5 separate regions of the Mus musculus genome follow, and regions 1, 2, 4 and 5 are each linked to region 3. The links are chromatin contacts, called in public promoter capture Hi-C maps. All regions are on one chromosome and are shown on one strand. The core of a region is the stretch at or near the end of the contact, and the rest is flanking DNA. Distances in the headings are between cores, read along the strand shown.

Region 1 (3,244 bases), core at 395-2,894, 7.6 Mb after region 3:
ATCTTGCTATAATGAAGTTTATTTTCACCAAAAGACAAAACATTTAGTGTTTTACAATGTCCGAATATTAAAGATGTACTGTTGCATAAATTCAACTTTTAAAAGGTTTCCTTTCATCAGGACAGTTTTACTGATGGGTAGTAAAATCCAATTCATTTAGTTTTATTAAGATATTGGACCCAGGCCGGGCAATGGTGGCGCACACCTTTAATCCCAGCACTCGGGAGGCAGAGGCAGGCGGATTTCTGAGTTCGAGGCCAGCCTTGTCTACAGAGTGGGTTCCAGGACAGCCATGGCTACACAGAGAAACACTGTCTCGGAAGAAAAAAATAACAAACAAACAAACAAACAAACAAAGAAAAAGATATTATACCCAAACTTCTAAGAGAACTTGGGCTTCTGTTTGCTTGCAAATAAAATTAATTATCAAGCATTCTCAAATAATATTTGCTTACCATATTTTAAGTTATGCTTTACCGTTTTACTAAATTACCTACTGAGAAATGTAGAACTCAGTATGTTTTCTGTTAAGTATGCTACATTCAAATCTATCTTTTTTTTTTTTTAACACAAGGGAAGGAATCAGGCACAGTTCAAATTCTATTGCTATGTTGTATTGCTTGTAACCAATTGTTTTTCATACAAATAAGCATAGGTTCAAGAGAATTAAAGTTCTTTATCGCTTATGGACGATTTCTATTCTCTTTGGGAGTTACTAGATAAGTAGTATATGTAAGTCAGTTCTGATTTATACATATCACATTATATATGATATACGTATAGGTAATTATTCTGGGGCCAATATACATACATTAAGTTTCTAGAGTTTACTGAAAATAAGGAAAATCAGGTGTATCTCACATGTAAAAAAAAAAAAAAAACTAAACTAAAACCAAGGGAAGAAATATGTATCTTTAAATTTTTACTTTATAAATGGGTGTACAAATATGCTCTACTTAAGATACAACTGTTCTATATTTTAAGATTATTATCTGTGGAACAACTGAAAGAGGACGCTGTTAATTTGATTTGACATTCCGAAGTCTCTTCCAGCTTTATCACCTGGCATTTTCCATCAGCTTCTCCCAAAGGGTCCAAAGATGATGGCATAAAGTAAGGTGCTCGGAAAAGAATACTTAGATTTTGTAATCATGGCTCAAGTGTCAAAAACAGGTTTTTTTAAAAAAAACCCTAAAACTGAAAGTGAAAACCAAACCGACCTGGGAGACTTGAAATACGAACACAAACCTATAGACCTCGTTAAGTGACAAGACAGGAAAGAAAACACCAGCTGCTGGTCCTTGCCCTGATGGCCTTCTAAAACTCGGCAATTAAAAAATAAGTAGCTAGCACTGTAGCAAGCAGCCTGTGGTAAAGGCTGTGAAGCTTACAGGCATCTCTTCCCCACAACCTCAAAACGGAGCAGCTCTCAAAGCTCAACTCCGAGCTGTACGAACAACCCAGAGATGATGACAGGCCGCTGCTGAGGCACACACTGCAGAGAAGGAAATACCGAGTACCTGTTTGCCTCTCCCGAATGCTGGCCGTGGCCGCCATCTTGCTTCCCACCATCCACTGCCCGGCTGGCACTGGGAGCCCGAAGATGACGTGGCCCTACCTCCCGCGCCGGAAGCAGAACCAGGAGGCGGGCTATGGCGGCAGCCGGCCCGCCTCCCCGGTCCCAGCCCTCGCCTTTCCTCACAGACATTGGTGTTTGCAGATTTCCCAGCAGCGTTTCTAACTAATCGGGGCGAACCTCCCGAGGTCGCTACTCTTAAACCGCTTCTCAGGGCATGGGCGTGGTGGAGCGCTTACAATCTAATTGATAGTGCACTTCTCATCAAGTTTAAATCCTCATAAAAATTTACAAGGCCAAATGAGACGCCAGAAATTGCGTTTTCTTGATTTCCATAACAGTAGTGTCCCTTCCCTCTTTCCTCTGGGGGGGGAGGGGGGGGGGAAACTACAAGCGTGGTAATTTATTCCGTTTGATTTCTTCAGGAAAGGGCTTTGGCCTGCTAGGGTATAAAATCACAGAAAAGCCAAATGGCAGAATTTCCTCTCAGTAGTGCAAATTAAAAAAACAAATGATTGTGAGCAGAATCCGGATGATCACAGCCAGGTTTGGTACATTTAGAGCCCTGTGATTATGAAATAAATCTCACATCGACCATTTTCATAATAGATTTTATTAATGTCAAAAATATATACAATGACAACTTATTACCAATCAATGAACCCACCGATGACACTGCATTATGGATTAATTCTCAGGCAGTCAGATTCTGAAATGAAATCATACTTTCAAAAATTTGGCTTTCAAAATTATACAAATAATTTATCTTATTTTTTAAAATCAAGATTGCATTTTTTTTACAATAAAAACACATTTGACAGATGTAGATACCTATTTTTATAAAGTTACAACAGGTTATCTATAACTACCAGTTTGTGCCCTAGGGGAAGTATCTCAATTCTGGTGTCCATGGACTCTTGAGCAGAATGGCTTTCCCACCTTCCAGTGAGTTTAATCTTACTCACCTGAGAATCCCCACTTTTAAGTACAAATTTGTCATTTGACCATTTAAGTTCCATACTAACTCCTTCCAAGACTATAAGGCACATTATCATAAAATACTAAGACATTTATACAGTGTGCATGTTTCTGTCCAATGGTGTAATGTGGGGAGTAAACATAAAGATATATATATTCATTAGAAGAGTAACTATATAGAACAGTCCTGCAAAGCTACGACCAAGAATGATATTAATGTTGATTATAAGAATAAAAATCATGACTTCAGAGTTAGATTTATTGTAGCTGTTTAACTCCAGATTTTTTGGTTTAAATAATTGAACATCAAGGGATAGTTTTATCTTAGAAAATTTGCTAAAAACAGTTTGTTTCTTGAGTTCAAGGAGCTCTCAGACAAGAAGAGTAAAGATTTTGGATCTTACCCACTTTAATAACATCAGCCTCGTAAATGGACTACTTGTTTAAGACAATCCTGGAAATAGGGAAGGGGTTCAGTATGAGGCAAGAAGGGGAGTATGACCAAAGCTCATTACACACATGTATGCATGTGTCGTGACAGCCTGTTTTAAACAATTACATACTAATAAAAAGGAAAAGAAACACATCTGCACTAAAAGACCACCCCATCCTTATTAGATGCCTGACACAGCTAGAGACATGCAAGCAGAGAACACTTCAACTGAGAAAATGGCTCCATGAAACCAGGAA
Region 2 (3,597 bases), core at 390-2,889, 6.4 Mb after region 3:
GTGAGGGAGAAGTCAAAAGTTATTGTTTGGAATTTGGTCCAATGACCTGTTCATAGTAAGCAGAGCCAAAATATGGAACGCTTCACGAATTTGCGTGTCATCCTTGCGCAGGGGCCATGCTAATCTTCTCTGTATCGTTCCAATTTTAGTATATGTGCTGCCGAAGCGAGCACGATCGTAGTGTCTAGCCGTGGACTATATAAGGACGAAGAATTCCTGACTTTTTAAGTTAGGGTGACTTTGACCCGCGTTTTTCTCCTAGCCTCCCAGTAAACCCGGGAACAAAGAAAAAGTTTTTTCAGTGAAACTGTGTAGCTATGCTCATGAACCCCTGCTGCTTAGTGGGGATCACGCTGGCGGCGTGGGTCCGTGTGGTTTACCTTGGGGTTATGCAAATTAGCTCCTGGTGCATGTTGGGTAAGAGCCTTCCTCTAGAGGCCTGGGGAGGGGAGTGAGTTCTCTAAGCAGTCCGCTATCCGGCACGCTGGGAGGCTCGCTGTTCTCCTACGTCTGTGTGGGAGCTTGAGAAATGTGTGGCAGCTAAGTGACCAGGGCCCTGACTCGATCACCTACTCCCCCCACACACTAAAACAGGACACTTGTTACCTATGTTCCACTAGTCCAATGCCTGTTGAAGTATGCCCAACCCGCCAGGTGACCCCTCCCCAGCATAGCCTACTCGGTCCCAGAACTATGGGCACCATACTCTAGGAACGCAGCAAAAGCTTGGGGAGGTCCTCTAGAGCCTGGGGTACAGTCTGTTCCCAGCAGGCGCTGCCCGGCCTGGACCCGCGAGTTTGACTGGGCGGCCACGCCCGTCCACTCTCTGCGGGTGGCCGGTCGCAGGTAACGCCTGCCTGTGCACATTTTGCGCAGGCGCCGATTAGGTCCAGGACCGAGGCTCGGGGACCAGGGGCCGCACCCCTTCACAGGTGTCTGGCAGGCGCTAGACGTTGCCTGGTAACCAAACATCCGGAACACAGATGCAAGGGCGGAAGCCCACCTACTTGGCCTGAGAGGGAAATTTAAGGATTTACACTGCTCACTTTGGAGTAGAATAATAGCAGAGTCACTCTTGTACTTCCGTTCCTTTTCCTGTATATTAAATGACATGTTAGCCCTGTTATGATACAAATGTGTAAAACATACCTACTTGGAGGAAATATTTGTTGTAATTTTAAATAACAGCGAAGTCTTAGCTGTTCAAGTCATAGCTTTGTGGGCTGTAAAATGAGGGACAAAGGTCAGAAACTGCTAGTTTGGTGTGGTTTCAGTATTTCTCAGAATGAAGTCTGGGCAAAGGTTTTCCTGTGTGCTTATAATTATCACCATTAGTCGGCTGTGGTGTGGCACCTGCCTGTAATCCCAGTACTTGGGTGGGAAACAGAGAAGAACTAGAAGTTCAAGGGCAGATTTCCCTACATAGTGAATACAAGCCCAGCCTAGGCTAGTCAGCTAAAATTCCTTCTCTTGAGCAGACAGACAAGGCCTATCCTTGTTCCAGCAGCAAACAGAAGAGTCCTCCAAAGGACACTCTGCGGAGGGAATGGTGAGTTGAGCTTCCTTCTATGACGTAAAGGAGGAGTTGCTCACAGAGCCAGGGTGTTCATCCCCCCAAGTTACGCCTAGAAAGCCTTTACCCAGTCGGGATGAAGACTTCTCCACCCAGCCACCCCACTCCCTTAGTCTTCCTAGGTTACAGACTCTACCCCTCCCCTCAGCGAGGCCACTTCTAGTTATGGATAAAATTGCGTACTACAGTAGGTAGGGTGGATACTCAGGTAAGGGTCGCCTGACCTCCCTGCCCCTTTATGAGCAGGTGTGGGTCAACAAGCCCAGCTGAGATGATCTTTTGCCAGTAGACATTACAGAATGTGGTAAGATAGATTTTGTTTGTTTCAGAAGATAGTCCTGTACAACACCTATACAAACTGTCTCAATTCATTAACAAACGAACTACCGAAGGACAAGGCAAGTTACTACTTAATTTAACTAGAGTTTCTTTTTTTTTTTTTTCCCTTCTCCTCGTCCTCCCATCTTTCCTCCAACTTGGCATGAGAAAATAATTTTAAAACTTGTTTAATTGGCACCGGTTTTCTGATATGCAGAAAAAGAAGGGTTATGAAGTCACGCAGAGCCGGGCGGTGGTGGCGCACACCTTTAATACCAGCATTCGGGAGGCAGAGGCAGGCGAATTTCTGAGTTCGAGGCCAGACTGGTCTACAGAGTGGGTTCCAAGACAACCAGGGCTATTCAAAGAAACCCTGTCTCAAAAAAAAAAAAAAAGAAAGTTGGTTGTTTTCTAACAACTTTTGAAAAGTAATAAAACACTGTTCTTCCCCCAGGAAAAACAGGAGTGAAAATGACAGGTCTATTGAATTAAAATTTCCAATTAGATGCTTTTTAAAAATGCTTTGGTGTAACTTTCTATTAGCCTGCCTTTTATGATAATTTTGTATTTATTTACTTTCCATCTAGATTGCAACTTCCCCTTTCTCCTCTCCTCTGAGACCCTCCCTCCCTCCCTCTCCTCACAGTCCCTCCCTCTCACCTCACCTCTCCCCCTCCCCCTCCCTTTGTTTCCATAAACTAACATTCAGATGTCTGAATGAATGCTTAATCAAGCCAACTTCAGGTTTAGGTCAGTAAACAAGCATTAATTTAATGATTTTTATCTCAACATCCCCATGAGGTTAAATGGGTTTTAGTACTTCTTTTAATATTTTTATTGCATTGTTTATTTATTTCCTTTGCATGTGTGTTGTGGTCAGAGGACAATTTGCCAGGAGTTAGATTTCTCCTTCCACCAAGTAGGTTCTAGGGATAAAACCCTCATTCATTGGGCTGGATAGCAAGCGCCTTTACCAATCTCACTGATTTTCAGTACTTCTGAGGACTCCAAAGTATGTGGGTAAGATTTAGTTTTCTTTTCTTTCAAGTGAAAAATTAACTTGAGATAGAGATTATAGAAGAAAACATAGGAAAGTATTTTTTGCAACCTTAGGGTGAACAAAGAGTTCTAAGATAGAATACAGAAAGTAGAATCTCTGAAAAACTTGTCAAACTGGTCTTTATCATAAACAGAGTCAAACTGTTCAACAGAGAGTCAAACTGTAATACAAGACAAATCTCAAGAGAATAATCAGAACCCATCATCAGAAATGTATCAAGAATAAATTAAGATGGGGCTGGAAAAAAGGCTCAGCAGTTAAGAGCACTGGTTGCTTTTCCAGAGGACCCAGGCTCATTCATAGCAAACACCTGATGGCTCACAGATGGTTATCTGAAACCCCGGTTCCAGGCAGTTGACCTCCTCTTCTAATTTCTGAAGGCACCAGGCACATTGTGGAACACAGGCAGACATACATACAGGCAAAACACTCATACCCATAAGAGAAAATAAATCTAAATGGGCAAAAGGTTTAGACAAATATTTAGCAAAAGTATAACAAATGAAAAGCACAATGAAACAAAAAGGGAAAATAGAAAAAGATATATAAATGCCTCCCCTGAAAATGGAAACAAATTCAACAGGCTAATCCTCAGAAAATTGCTCATGTCTGCTAAATACCATCTCACAGTACTAAAATGACAAAA
Region 3 (3,750 bases), core at 421-2,920:
GGTCAGGCGCGGCACCAGGGCTGTACACAGGGGCACGACAACCAGCCCACTCGCACGGGGCGAAATCACTCACTGCACTCTCCTCAGATATTCCTGAGGCGTCCTGGGGGGGACCGAGGGATCGAAACCTTCCGTCAAGTCACAGGGCTCCACAGGTAACAACCGTGGCATCAACTCTTCCACCGCAGACTCGGCTGGAACCCACGCCATGGTTCTCGCTCCCGCCAGTCTCAATCGGCGCCCAGAGTAGGCACGGCGCAGGCGCCTAAGCGACCTCCGCCGAGGCCACCGGCTACAGGCGCAAGGGGGCGGAGCCACACAAGAAACCTGCTGGTTGCATCAAGCTTATGGCACCGGTGGTGGAATGTAGCGCTCGAGAATAATTCCTGGCAGAAGTGGTTCCTGAAGAGTTTCTAGGTCGCTCTGTCTAATCCCATTTTCTCGTCTAAAGCTTGGGTAGGCGGCAGGGACTGAGGATGAACTTTGAAATCTTTAATATTTTTAAAATTAATGAACAATATCGCTATAATCGTCATTTTTAGAGTACTAAAGCCTTTAACCATTTGTAAACACGTTACATTCGTCTAAATCTTACAACCCCTTAGGGTGGTGTCTTTCTGACTTCGCGGGGAACAGAGTGGATGAATGCAGAACTTTTTGTTTTGTTTTTCACTTTTTCGGATAGCATCTTAAAGTTTAGTTGAGGCTGTTCTGGAACTCATTAGGTAGCTCAAGGAGTCTCAAACTTGTAGTGATCCGATCCCCTGGCCTCAGCTTCTGGAGTACCAAGTATCACACGAGGATAATTTTTAGGTTTTTGAGACTGTCTCTTCTGTGGCTTAGAAGGGTCTACAGTTTGCAGTGTAACGTAAGCTGGGCTGCCTTTTTTTTTTTTTTTTTTTTTTTTTTTTTAACCTTGACTATTGAGATTACAGGCATGAACCATCACCACTAGCCGAGTGAGATACTTAAAAACTTTAAAATTACTATTTTGCGATTGCTTGTGGGTCGGTGAGGAGGTCAGAATACAACTTCTGGGAGTAAAGTTTCTTTTTCTGCCTTATGAGTTCTAGGCAAGTGAGGTCCCTGAGCCAAGCCTTCTCATTGGCTCTTGACAACACACAGACGAAAACCCAAAATTAGAGGAGAATCCGAGCATCTATTTTCTAGCGAATACTTCAAATAATTGTTAACTCGTGCTTCGTTCTTTCTCCTCTTTGGACACGGATACAATGTCAGGAAAAAAACTTGCAAGAGCCTTTTCTATATACTAGAAAACAAAAACAATCGTTCAAGCAAACAGTAGACGTGAAAGCTACATCTGGTGGTTAACATTTTTTTTCTTTTTTTCTGGGGCTAGCAATGCCCTAGTCAGGTATTTTAACCTTAATCCTACACACGGCCTCGAGCGGCCACATCCCACCCTTTATTACTCCGGTTACCTCCCTTCCTCCACCGCCCTGGCTATCGCATCGCTTCCTGCTAGCCCCGCCCCTTCCTGAATTGTCCCCGCCCTCCGCTTTGCTTGGCCGTCTTTCACGCTCGCCCCACCCTCTTTATTACTCCCGGTTCATCTTTTCCGCCACTCAACGCGCCCATTACCTCCTGCGCGCCCCGCCTCTTCCGGGACTGTTCCCGCCCCTTCGCTGGTCGCCCCTCCCCGCCTCCTCCCCTTTGACGTGGCAGAGGCGGCACCAGCCATGTTGTCCTGGCCCAGGCCCTCCAAGAGGCCGGGGGCGGGGCGGGGCCGCCCCTGATTGCGGTGCCACGGCTGCTACAGGGCTTTGGAGCGGACTGACGACTGTGCAAGGCGGAGGCTGTGGCCGTCACGGAGCTTCTAGGTAGGTACTGTGGTAAGGACTAGCGTGGCAGCCACCTCTGCTCCACCGGGGTCTTAGTCGGAGCTGGGAGGCGGGCGGCGGGCCGGAGTGTCAGGATTGTTGGCTCTGTCCCGGCTGTGCTCTCGCATAAGCAGCGGGGCGTGCCGGAGGCTGTGGCCCAGCGCCGAACCGAGATCGCTGAACCCTGTGCTTGTCATGGCGACGGAGCGCCCTCGTCTTTAGTCCTCTTAGTTTAGGTGGAAGGACCGTAGCAGGATGGAGACCGAGGGTCTGAGCATCTGGCTCTGCACCCACCCCCACCTCCTGGGTGACACGCTTTGCCAACCCTGCCCAAGGCTCCTGTGCCCTGGGGCCTCTAGGTTCGTTTCTTGACTGCCCAGGAGTGCCCTAGACTTTGAACCCAGGTGACTACATCACCTGTAATTCGGCCTTGGGCCTTATAAAGGTTAAAGAAAAAACCACCAGGTATAGCTAGTGCCTGGGGCCTTGATTATTAATGATCAGGTTTCAGAACTGAGCAATACCATGCACTGGGGCATTTATTCTGTCTGTAGAGCTTTACTGTTTGTGGGAGAGGAACAGGAAGAGGTAAATAAATCCATAGGTAGAGTAGAGTTGGAGATGTCTAATTCATCTCGTCAGCTAAACTTCTGTCCTGTCTTAACACAACCCCACCCTAAACCACGGATAGCTAGGCACATTTACTGAAAGAAATTTAAATTTAAATGTATACTAACATCTTCCTTCTTTCCAGCATCATCAGAGGGCCTTTGTTTTTTAATTGTTTCAATGACCAATTTTATTATTGCCCCCAAAATTCTCACATAACTGATGTGAAATTTGAAGGCCAGAGAAGTTTATTGCCCAAGAGCAAAAATTTGTTACTCAGTCTATTTCATTGGAAATTTTACAACTGGGCCTGGGAAGATGGCTCAGAAGTTAAGAGCACTGGTTGCTCATCCACATGAATACACACACATACACGGGCACAGAAACACACACTCACACAGAGAACTCACTACTGGCTTACAACCTCTTGTAATACACTTACACACACAGTGCCTCATTACCTATTTACAACGATTTGTAACACACCCACATACCTTTCATCTCAACCCCCAGCTCACTAGTGGTTAACAAGCAACTCCATTGGTAGAGGATCCACCACCCACTTCTGGCTTCCACAGGTACTGCACACACATAGTATACAGGCAGATACAGGCAAAACACCAATAGACAAAAATGAAATAAATATATATAAAAGAAAACTTGCAACTGAAATGTAGGGAGGTAAGGTGGTAACAGATAACTAATTTACTTAAAATTTGTATGTTTTCCCATTAGGAATGCATAAGGGGGTAAAAATGGAATAGAGAAAACCGATACTATGGGAAGCCTTTCAGGATGTAGGAAAGTGTTTGCTGTGTTATGATAAAGTGACATGAGGCTTTGACTCTATCAGGAGAAATTACTTAATTAAAATAGTCATCACTGCAATAAATTATTGAAAAAATGTGACTTTTTTTTAAAAAAATGGCCTTTTGTATCTTTATCACGTTTTAAGAAGATGAGTTTGTAAAATCTGCATTATAACAATATTTCAGGATGTGTGTGTGTGTGTATGTGTTTCAAACAGGGTCTTACTATGGCAGGTCTGGAACTGACAAGAGATCCATCTGCCTCTGCCTCCTACGTGCTAGGATTAAAGTCCTGTTCCAACAAGCTTGGCTCTATTTTTCGGCTAATGTTCGTATTGGATGATCAGGCGCTTGCCAAATAGATCATCACACTAAGGAGGTTTGTGACAGGACTTTGGAGGTGGGCTTTGTGATTCGAAGCGTGAACGGTTACTTTGGAAAGAGAAGGAAGCTGTGCATGACCATGTAGCTGGACAAAGTAAGAACAGGGT
Region 4 (3,313 bases), core at 479-2,978, 6.1 Mb before region 3:
GGATGGCAGCGCAACCGCCGCGACTCGGACGCCCATTAGTCTCCCGCCAGCGACACAGTGGGTCCCGGGGGCGGGACTGGCGGGTTAAAGAACCCGCCGCCGATTTTGCGGCGGGAAGATGATTGGTTGCCATTCCGGAAATCAGAAGAAGCGCATGCGTATTGCGCGAAGTGTGTGACGGGCTGGGGGCGGGTGTCTGGATTTAGCATCTTTGCAAGTTTTGCTGTGTTTTGTTTGTTTTCGTTTTGTTACCCTTCCCATCCCTCGAGCGGGCTTGAAGGCAATCTCAAACCTGGAGCGGTGGCTCTGGCCTGAGGAGGAGTCTGGAGAATCAGGTCTAGGTCATCCTTGACGTCCAGAGTTTCCAGGTCAAAATTAACATAAGTAAATAGAATGTAGTTTTTGCTGTGCTTTAAATGAGCTGTCACTGCTAACGACATACTACATACGGGGTTAAGATACATAACTTCGTGACCCCAGGACAAGCATTCAGTCATCGTTTGTAACCGTAACATGATTGAAGCAAAAGTAGAGATAAATAATATTTTTCTCCATCTATGCTGAGAAAATGCAGTTTTGTGTTATACAAATGGCAGTTTTAATGTTTTGTCTGTCTAAAGAATGTGCTCTGGCCCTGCATTCATTGAGAAACTAAAACAAATACATTTTTGTCGTGGGATTTCTTTTTCTGTTTTCCTCCGTATGTTTTTGTTTCACACGGGTTCTTGCTCTGAGGCCCACTCTGGCCTGGAACTCTGCATGCAGACCAAAATGACCTTGAGTTGGCCAATGTCCTGCCTCATCTTGTAAGGGGCTATACGGGCTCCTAAGTGCTACAGACATACACTTCATATCTTAACTCTCACATAATGATTACAGCTATAGAGCAGTAAGTGTTCTTGCCCAGTTCTGTTAGTGACAGCTTTCTGCTTTTAGTCTTGGGTACCAGTACAAAATCGGTAAACATCTATTTCCTCAGTTACTGAAACAAAGTACAAACACGCGAAGCTCTTGCTGTACATACACCACCCTCACTATCGTAAAGAGGTATTTTAAGTACAGCGTAATTACATTGTTTTATTCAAGTTTCTAAATTTGTAGGCAAAGCTCTGTCGGGAGAGGTTTGCATTTAGTTTTGTGGAAATTGTTTGATGGGCAAGGACTAGGCCAATCCAGATAAGATTAGAGTAGAACTAGCCTAAAATGAGATTGAAAACCCGAATGCTGTTATTTTCTTTAAACCGTTTACAATCTGTACTTTTAAAGACATCGTAAGCCGTAAATAATAAACAAGTGGGCGTGATGGCTGCCCAAAGAACGCCTCAGAAAGCATCAAAATAAGGTTTGCCATCATCACTGCATGCCGCTGGCCAAGAGACCTGCACAGATTTTCATTCTACTCAACAAGGCCCTCACAGCCCAGTGTTGACATCACCCTAGCTCACGAGTCAATCCGGTTTAGGACCATGGCGGCCGGGCCCCGGAGTCCCGCGCAGGACCCGTGGGGACAGAGAGTGGACGGAAGAAACCCCCAGGCTCAGCAAAGCAGAAGCCCCGCCTCCTCGCGCGCCACGCATGCCCAGGCCACCCTTCAGGGCCGGGGCTGCGTAGAAAGTGTGGGCTGATTCCAAAAGGCGGAGGCCCCACCCCTAGAGCGTGGCGTAAGCCCGGGCCACGCCCTGAGGGCGGGACCGCGCCGGATTGAGGCGGGCTGGCTCAGTGCAGCGGCAGCAGCAGGGGAAGATGGCGGCGGCTGTTCCGCAGCGTGCATGGACCGTGGAGCAGCTGCGCAGCGAGCAGCTGCCCAAGAAGGACATTATCAAGTTTCTGCAGGATCACGGTTCAGATTCGGTACCAAAGGCATCTGGGCGGCCAGGCCGGGGCGTCCCGGGGCAGCTTCACCCCCCCCGGAGATGCCTTACATACCGGATTCCTCGGTGCCCCCGCCCTCGCCCTCTGTGGCCGGTGCTGGCCAGGCCTGAGCGGCCCGCGTGAGCTCCCACTCTCCCGCCCCTTGGGCCGCCCCAGATTCCGCGGGGTTCGGCCCTTATTTCCTAGGGCAGGCCCTGGAGCTGCGGCCGTAGATTTAAATCCCAGACAGGATCTGTGAGGGCCGAGGACCTGAGGAGAAGGACCCTGAAATGCTGGCGTCTGAGGCGGGGGCGAGGACTCGGGAGTGCATGCTGCCGGGGCGCACAGTGCTGGCCACTGGGAAATGGGAGGGAGGGGTGTAAGGATGCGAGGGAGCCTCGTGTGCATCTAGTTTGTCTTACCCATGTACTGAATACCGAACTATGATCCGTGATTTTCAGAAACCCACATATTACTGTTTTAACTTTTTTTGTTACAAATCTTTTACAAAATAACCTTAGGGGAATTAAATGTGAATTTTTAATACGGCGGGCTTCTGTGATTATAAGCACGCAGATTTGAAAAATTCTAGTTGTATAATGCAGCTTTCAGCCCTGTCCGCATCTTAGCCACCCATTTTGTAGTCACGGGTTATTTTGTTAGACTTGAGTTTTTGCCCTTCAGGAAGGGTCATTCATTCCCACCCCCACCCCAGCCCCCCCGACTCCTTAATCTTTTTGGAGGCAACATCTCATAGCCCAGACAGGCCTCAAACTCCCTTGACCTTACCTTCATCTAGCAAGTGCTAGGAATAACAGCCCTGCTCCATCACGTCATGTTCTGTACCTCAGTTAAATTATTTTGAGGTTTTTTTTTCCGGGGGGGGGGGGTTGCTTTGTTTTTGTTTTTTGAGACAGGGTTTCTCTGTGTAGCCCTGGCTGTCCTGGAACTCGATCTGTAGACCAGGCTGACCTTGAACTCAGAAATCCACCTGCCTCTGCCTCCCAAGTGCTGGGATTAAAGGCGCTCTCCACCACTGCCCCACCTCAGTGGTCATACACGATGTGCATCAATCTACCATTTTAAAATAGAAGGTGCAGCCTAAATTAAGTTTTGCTACAGATTTTCAGATTCAAAAATGTCAAGATAGCGAGTGCTGTGTGATTCCAAAATATGAAAATGCATTTAGTGACATTTAAATGGGTATTTTCCAGTGATCATTCACATACTCATGCCTGTGTTTTTACAGTCCTGTCATTTCGGTTTAAAAAGTTTCTGGGTTCTTTTGAGAAGATTGTATTTTCACTTAAGATCTTGTTGGGAGACCCAAGAACTCTCACACTTCTCCAGGCGTCAGGATATGGTCCAGCCATATTTATGAAACGTGTAGTACACTGTAGAACTGTTTGAGTGAATATACAAGAGTGAAAGGAAAAGGCCCCTTTGCGGATAGACCCACTTG
Region 5 (3,744 bases), core at 1,207-3,706, 7.3 Mb after region 3:
AATAGGAAGTTTCAAAGGGGACTGAAGAGAGGAAATGACTCAGCAAGGGGTCAGAGAGAGAATTCCAGTTAGGCAAGCTGAACTGTTAGAGTGTAACTGGGAGAATTTGTTATCTAAAAGTTCTAGAGACTCATTCCAGTGTTCTCAGGAGCAGTGGGCAGGAAGCACAATGTTAACAGTGTAAAACATCATCTCAGCAGAGCAGAAAACTTTGCTATTTGTTTCTGTTTCTTTGTTGAGACAGGGTTTCCTTGTGTAACAGTCCTGGCTATTCTGGAACTGGCTTTGTAGACCAGGCTGGCCTCAAACTCAAAGATCTGCCTGTCTCCACTTAAGACAGACAATAGAAGAACAACAGTTATCTTTTTGCAGGGTAGGTGGGGGGCAACCTTCCTGTGAGCTGAAGTGTGAAATGAGAAATATAAATGTGCAACTTGCTCTTTTGACATAATCACCAGCCATGTGGGCTTCAGATCCCTAAAAGCTTCCTTGTGTTCATAAAATAGGTACCCAGGATGTAAGTTTTTCTGAGCTTTTTATGTGTTCTTTCTTAAGGAATGGGACTGCTTGAGCCAGCTGTATGCTGATTGTCAATAACTCTTAGATAACAGTACTATTTCTTCATATAAAAAAAAAGATGTATTTACTTATGTGAGTACACTGTTGCTCTCTCAGACACACCAGAAGAGAGCACTGTATCCCATTTCAGATGGCTGTGAGTCACTGTGGTCGCTGGGAACTGAACTCAGGACGCCTAGGAGAGCAGTCAGTGCTCTTAACTGCTGAGCCATCTCTCCAGCCTCATTTCTTCATTTACTAAAGACTACATTTCATAAATATGGTAATAAGTGTAACAGATCGAATTAGTTCTTTATAACACAGCAGACATGACAAAATAAAATGTATTTCTTTTTCTCTCTGAAGTTATATGAAGTCACTTATATGCTCCAATGTGAAAATTTGAATAGGCTTTCAGAGTGAAAATAAAAGTTTAAAAACATAACCAATTTTATATACTATTTCTTGTATAGCTGTAAGTACTGTGTATTTTTCTTTTCATTTGCTGTTACATAGGTTATTAGGTTTTTTGTTTTTTTTTTCCTTCTTCTTCTTTCCTTTTTTGGCTTTTCCAGACAGGGTTTCTCTGTTGTCCTGGCTGTCTGGGAACTCTGCAGACCAAGCTGGTCTGAAACGAAACCCAGAGATCAGGTTGTCTACCTCTGCCTCCCGAGTGCTGGGATTAAAGACATGGTTCACCAAGCCCGGTAGCCAGGCTGTTACCTCAACTTACAGAAAGCCGGGCGTGGTGGCACGCCTCTCATCCCAGCACTCGGGTGGCAGAGGCAGGCGGATTTCTGAGTTCGAGGCCAGCCTGGTCTACAAAGTGAGTTCCAGTTCAGCCAGGGCTATACAGAGAAACCCTGTCTCGAAAAAACCAAAAAAAGAACTTACAGAAAAATGCACACTATAGCACCTAAAAACTGACCCTTTGTGTATGTAGTATTTCATTCTAAAACCATTTAATGATGAAGAAAGATATCGTTGTGTTGATTTAGTTCATCTTAAGTTCTATTTACAATACTTTCATTTTGTTTCGATCAAAATTTCTGCCACTAATGACAATATCTGCGTTCATTGACTTCTAAACATCAGTCTCTTTGAAAGTTATCGTTTGCCATCCAACCCACTATTCTCAAGAATTCAAGATATCACAACTTCTTCAGGAAAAAAAAAAAAAAAAAAAAAAAAAAAAAAAAAAAAGCAATAGCTCAAACACAGAGAATCTCAGAATAATAAAGACTTAAGAAGTTACAACGGGCGGCCAGGAGCACCGAAGTGGGACCAAAGAAGCAGGTTGCGACGAAGCCCAGGAGCCAGTGAGAAAGTCCGGAAGAATCTGGGCTATTTGCCAAACGTAGACGTCTCCAGAATCCTGCAGACTGACTGGTGCCACGAAACCAGAGGTCAAGTGAGTGACAGGCAGAAAAGAGGCCCGACCCTCTGGGACTGAGCAAAACACGCCAGGAATTCTAGAGAAACGTCAGGAATTCCAGGGCAGTACGGAGGACGCCTTGCACGCAGCTCCAGAGCCCAGGCCCTCAGCTGAGACCCACGCTGCCCCTAAGGATACGTGCGTGAGGAAAACGACCCGGAAGCCCGACGCCCACGCGCTTCCCCAAAGTCAAGGCAGCATCCAGATTCCACAGGCGTAGAAAAGCTGGGGCCCGGCGCCCGAGTTGGGGCGGGGCCCAGGCCTTTCCCCGCCTCCCGAAGAGCGGTCCATCCTCAGTGCGCCTGCGTGGGGTGAGGCCGGACTCTTTTTGGCTCTCCGGAGTGCGGCTTGCAGCGGCGTTCTCTACCCAGCGTGCCGTGCGCGAGCGGCGGCCCTCCGTCCCTCCTCCTCCTCCTCCGTCCCTCCTCCTCCTCCCGCCGCGGCCCCCCTCTCCCCCAAAGTGAGTGAGTGAGACGGGCAGATGGAGGAGGTACCGTAATGGCGGCGGCCGGCAGCTCCCTGCTCTGATCCGCGGCAAGCACACGGCAACGACCCCCTCCCCGGCCGTCTCCCGGCCGGCCCCCCGCCCTGCGGTCGGCGCGGGGCCACCGTCCCGGCCCTCCCCGCAGCTGTCGGCGTCTGGCACTGCGCCCCGGCCGGGGCCCCACACACAATGGACGAGCTGGCCGGAGGCGGCGGCGGCGGCCAGGGGATGGCAGCCCCTCCCCGGCCGCAGCAGGGACCCGGGGGGAACCTGAGCCTGCCGCCGGGAGCGAACGGAGCGCCGGGCGGCGGGGGTCCTCCGGCCGCCGAGGCGGCGGGGCCCCCGGCAGGCCCGGAGCTGTCCCGGCCGCAACAGTACACGATCCCGGGGATCCTACACTACATCCAGCACGAGTGGGCTCGCTTCGAGATGGAGCGGGCGCACTGGGAGGTGGAGCGGGCCGAGCTGCAGGTACGTCACCCGTCACCCCTCTCGACTGCGAGCTGGGGCCGGGGCCACGGGCCGCGGGGGTGGGGCCGGGGCTGAGGCCCGTGCCCTCAAGGGCGGAGGGGACCTACCTGAGCCGCTCCGGCCGGCGAGCGGTGACGGCGCGCCCGGCTCCCTCCTCACGGGCGGCGCGCTGCGGGCATCCTTGGGGCAGCCATTTTGGCTTTTAGCATGGCGTCCGCAGGGCTCCTCCGGAGCCACCTCTCCTGGGCCTCCGGGGTTTGGGCCCAGCGCCTCTGGGCGAGAGTCTGGCGTGGGCCCGCTAGGCACTGAGTTTGCGCTTGTGGGTCCCCTTGAGGGTGAGGCCACGCGGAGAGGGCCTGGGATGAGCGTCTTTGCCTCCTGGCTCCTGCACCCCCTTCCGATGTGGCGTCCTGCCCCCTCCCCCGCGCCTCGGTACGCACTTGCCCCTTGACAGCCACGCCGCTTCGGGCTACCGCCGCGCACAATGGCTCGCGGCCGGCCGGACAAGTTTGCCTTCCCATCCTCAACTCCTTTAAGTACCTGCGATGCCGCTCTACTCACTTGGATTTCCTTTAGCGCTTACTGATTCATCAACACTTTAACTGAATATTTCTCTCTTGAGTCGGCTTCTCTAGAGTTCCCTACTATATTCATGTTTTTACTGATGCAAAGCAAAGCTGGGCTGTCAGTACAGTATTTAGGAAATGTCTGCGGAAAGAATTGGTCTTAATTTGAAGTAGACCGTACTTATCGCTTAGTACAAGCTAAAACGGAGTTAAATGTCCACTTAATGTGA

The links. Promoter capture Hi-C pulls out the DNA fragments that hold promoters and counts their contacts. Capture Hi-C pulls out chosen DNA fragments and counts their contacts.
Region 1: a contact with region 3 is called in a promoter capture Hi-C map of pre-B cells. The contact joins the promoter of Scfd1 here to the promoter of Sec23a in region 3. A contact is called at or near these places in 2 of 39 promoter capture datasets (cranial neural crest and pre-B cells) and 2 of 484 Hi-C or Micro-C datasets (B cells and CD4 T cells).
Region 2: a promoter capture Hi-C map of pre-B cells shows a contact between it and region 3. The contact joins the promoter of 1700031P21Rik here to the promoter of Sec23a in region 3. A contact is called at or near these places in 2 of 39 promoter capture datasets (cranial neural crest and pre-B cells) and 1 of 484 Hi-C or Micro-C datasets (CD4 T cells).
Region 4: a promoter capture Hi-C map of adipose tissue shows a contact between it and region 3. The contact joins the promoter of Fkbp3 here to the promoter of Sec23a in region 3. A contact is called at or near these places in 7 of 39 promoter capture datasets (the C10 cell line, the HPC-7 cell line, cranial neural crest and 4 more), 7 of 484 Hi-C or Micro-C datasets (CD4 T cells, CD8 T cells, muscle stem cells and 3 more) and 2 of 9 other capture datasets (adipose tissue and liver).
Region 5: a contact with region 3 is called in a promoter capture Hi-C map of pre-B cells. The contact joins the promoter of Strn3 here to the promoter of Sec23a in region 3. A contact is called at or near these places in 3 of 39 promoter capture datasets (the C10 cell line, cranial neural crest and pre-B cells).

The regions. Positions count from the first base shown.
Region 1 is chr12:51,375,913-51,379,156 of GRCm38.p6, reverse strand. Scfd1 (Sec1 family domain containing 1) reads right to left here and starts at 1,644. Exons shown (of 25, transcript NM_029825.3): 1 at 1,521-1,644. The coding sequence starts at 1,572. G2e3 (G2/M-phase specific E3 ubiquitin ligase) reads right to left here. Exons shown (of 15, transcript NM_001015099.2): 15 at 2,171-3,244.
Region 2 is chr12:52,600,364-52,603,960 of GRCm38.p6, reverse strand. It overlaps 1700031P21Rik (RIKEN cDNA 1700031P21 gene), which reads left to right and starts at 1,639. Exons shown (of 3, transcript NR_045910.1): 1 at 1,639-1,781; 2 at 1,906-1,971. Gm35239 (a long non-coding RNA gene) reads right to left here and starts at 1,008. Exons shown (of 7, transcript XR_001780617.2): 1 at 1-1,008. It overlaps LOC115488100 (a small nuclear RNA gene), which reads right to left and starts at 173; the gene lies at 67-173.
Region 3 is chr12:59,009,937-59,013,686 of GRCm38.p6, reverse strand. Sec23a (SEC23 homolog A, COPII coat complex component) reads left to right here and starts at 1,670. Exons shown (of 20, transcript NM_009147.2): 1 at 1,670-1,841. It overlaps Gemin2 (gem nuclear organelle associated protein 2), which reads right to left and starts at 296. Exons shown (of 10, transcript NM_025656.5): 1 at 74-296. The coding sequence starts at 210.
Region 4 is chr12:65,072,353-65,075,665 of GRCm38.p6, reverse strand. It overlaps Fkbp3 (FK506 binding protein 3), which reads left to right and starts at 1,728. Exons shown (of 7, transcript NM_013902.4): 1 at 1,728-1,851. The coding sequence starts at 1,744. It overlaps Fancm (Fanconi anemia, complementation group M), which reads right to left and starts at 63. Exons shown (of 23, transcript NM_178912.4): 1 at 1-63.
Region 5 is chr12:51,690,626-51,694,369 of GRCm38.p6, reverse strand. Strn3 (striatin, calmodulin binding protein 3) reads left to right here and starts at 2,456. Exons shown (of 18, transcript NM_052973.2): 1 at 2,456-2,948. The coding sequence starts at 2,667. Ap4s1 (adaptor-related protein complex AP-4, sigma 1) reads right to left here and starts at 3,404. Exons shown (of 6, transcript NM_021710.4): 1 at 3,056-3,404.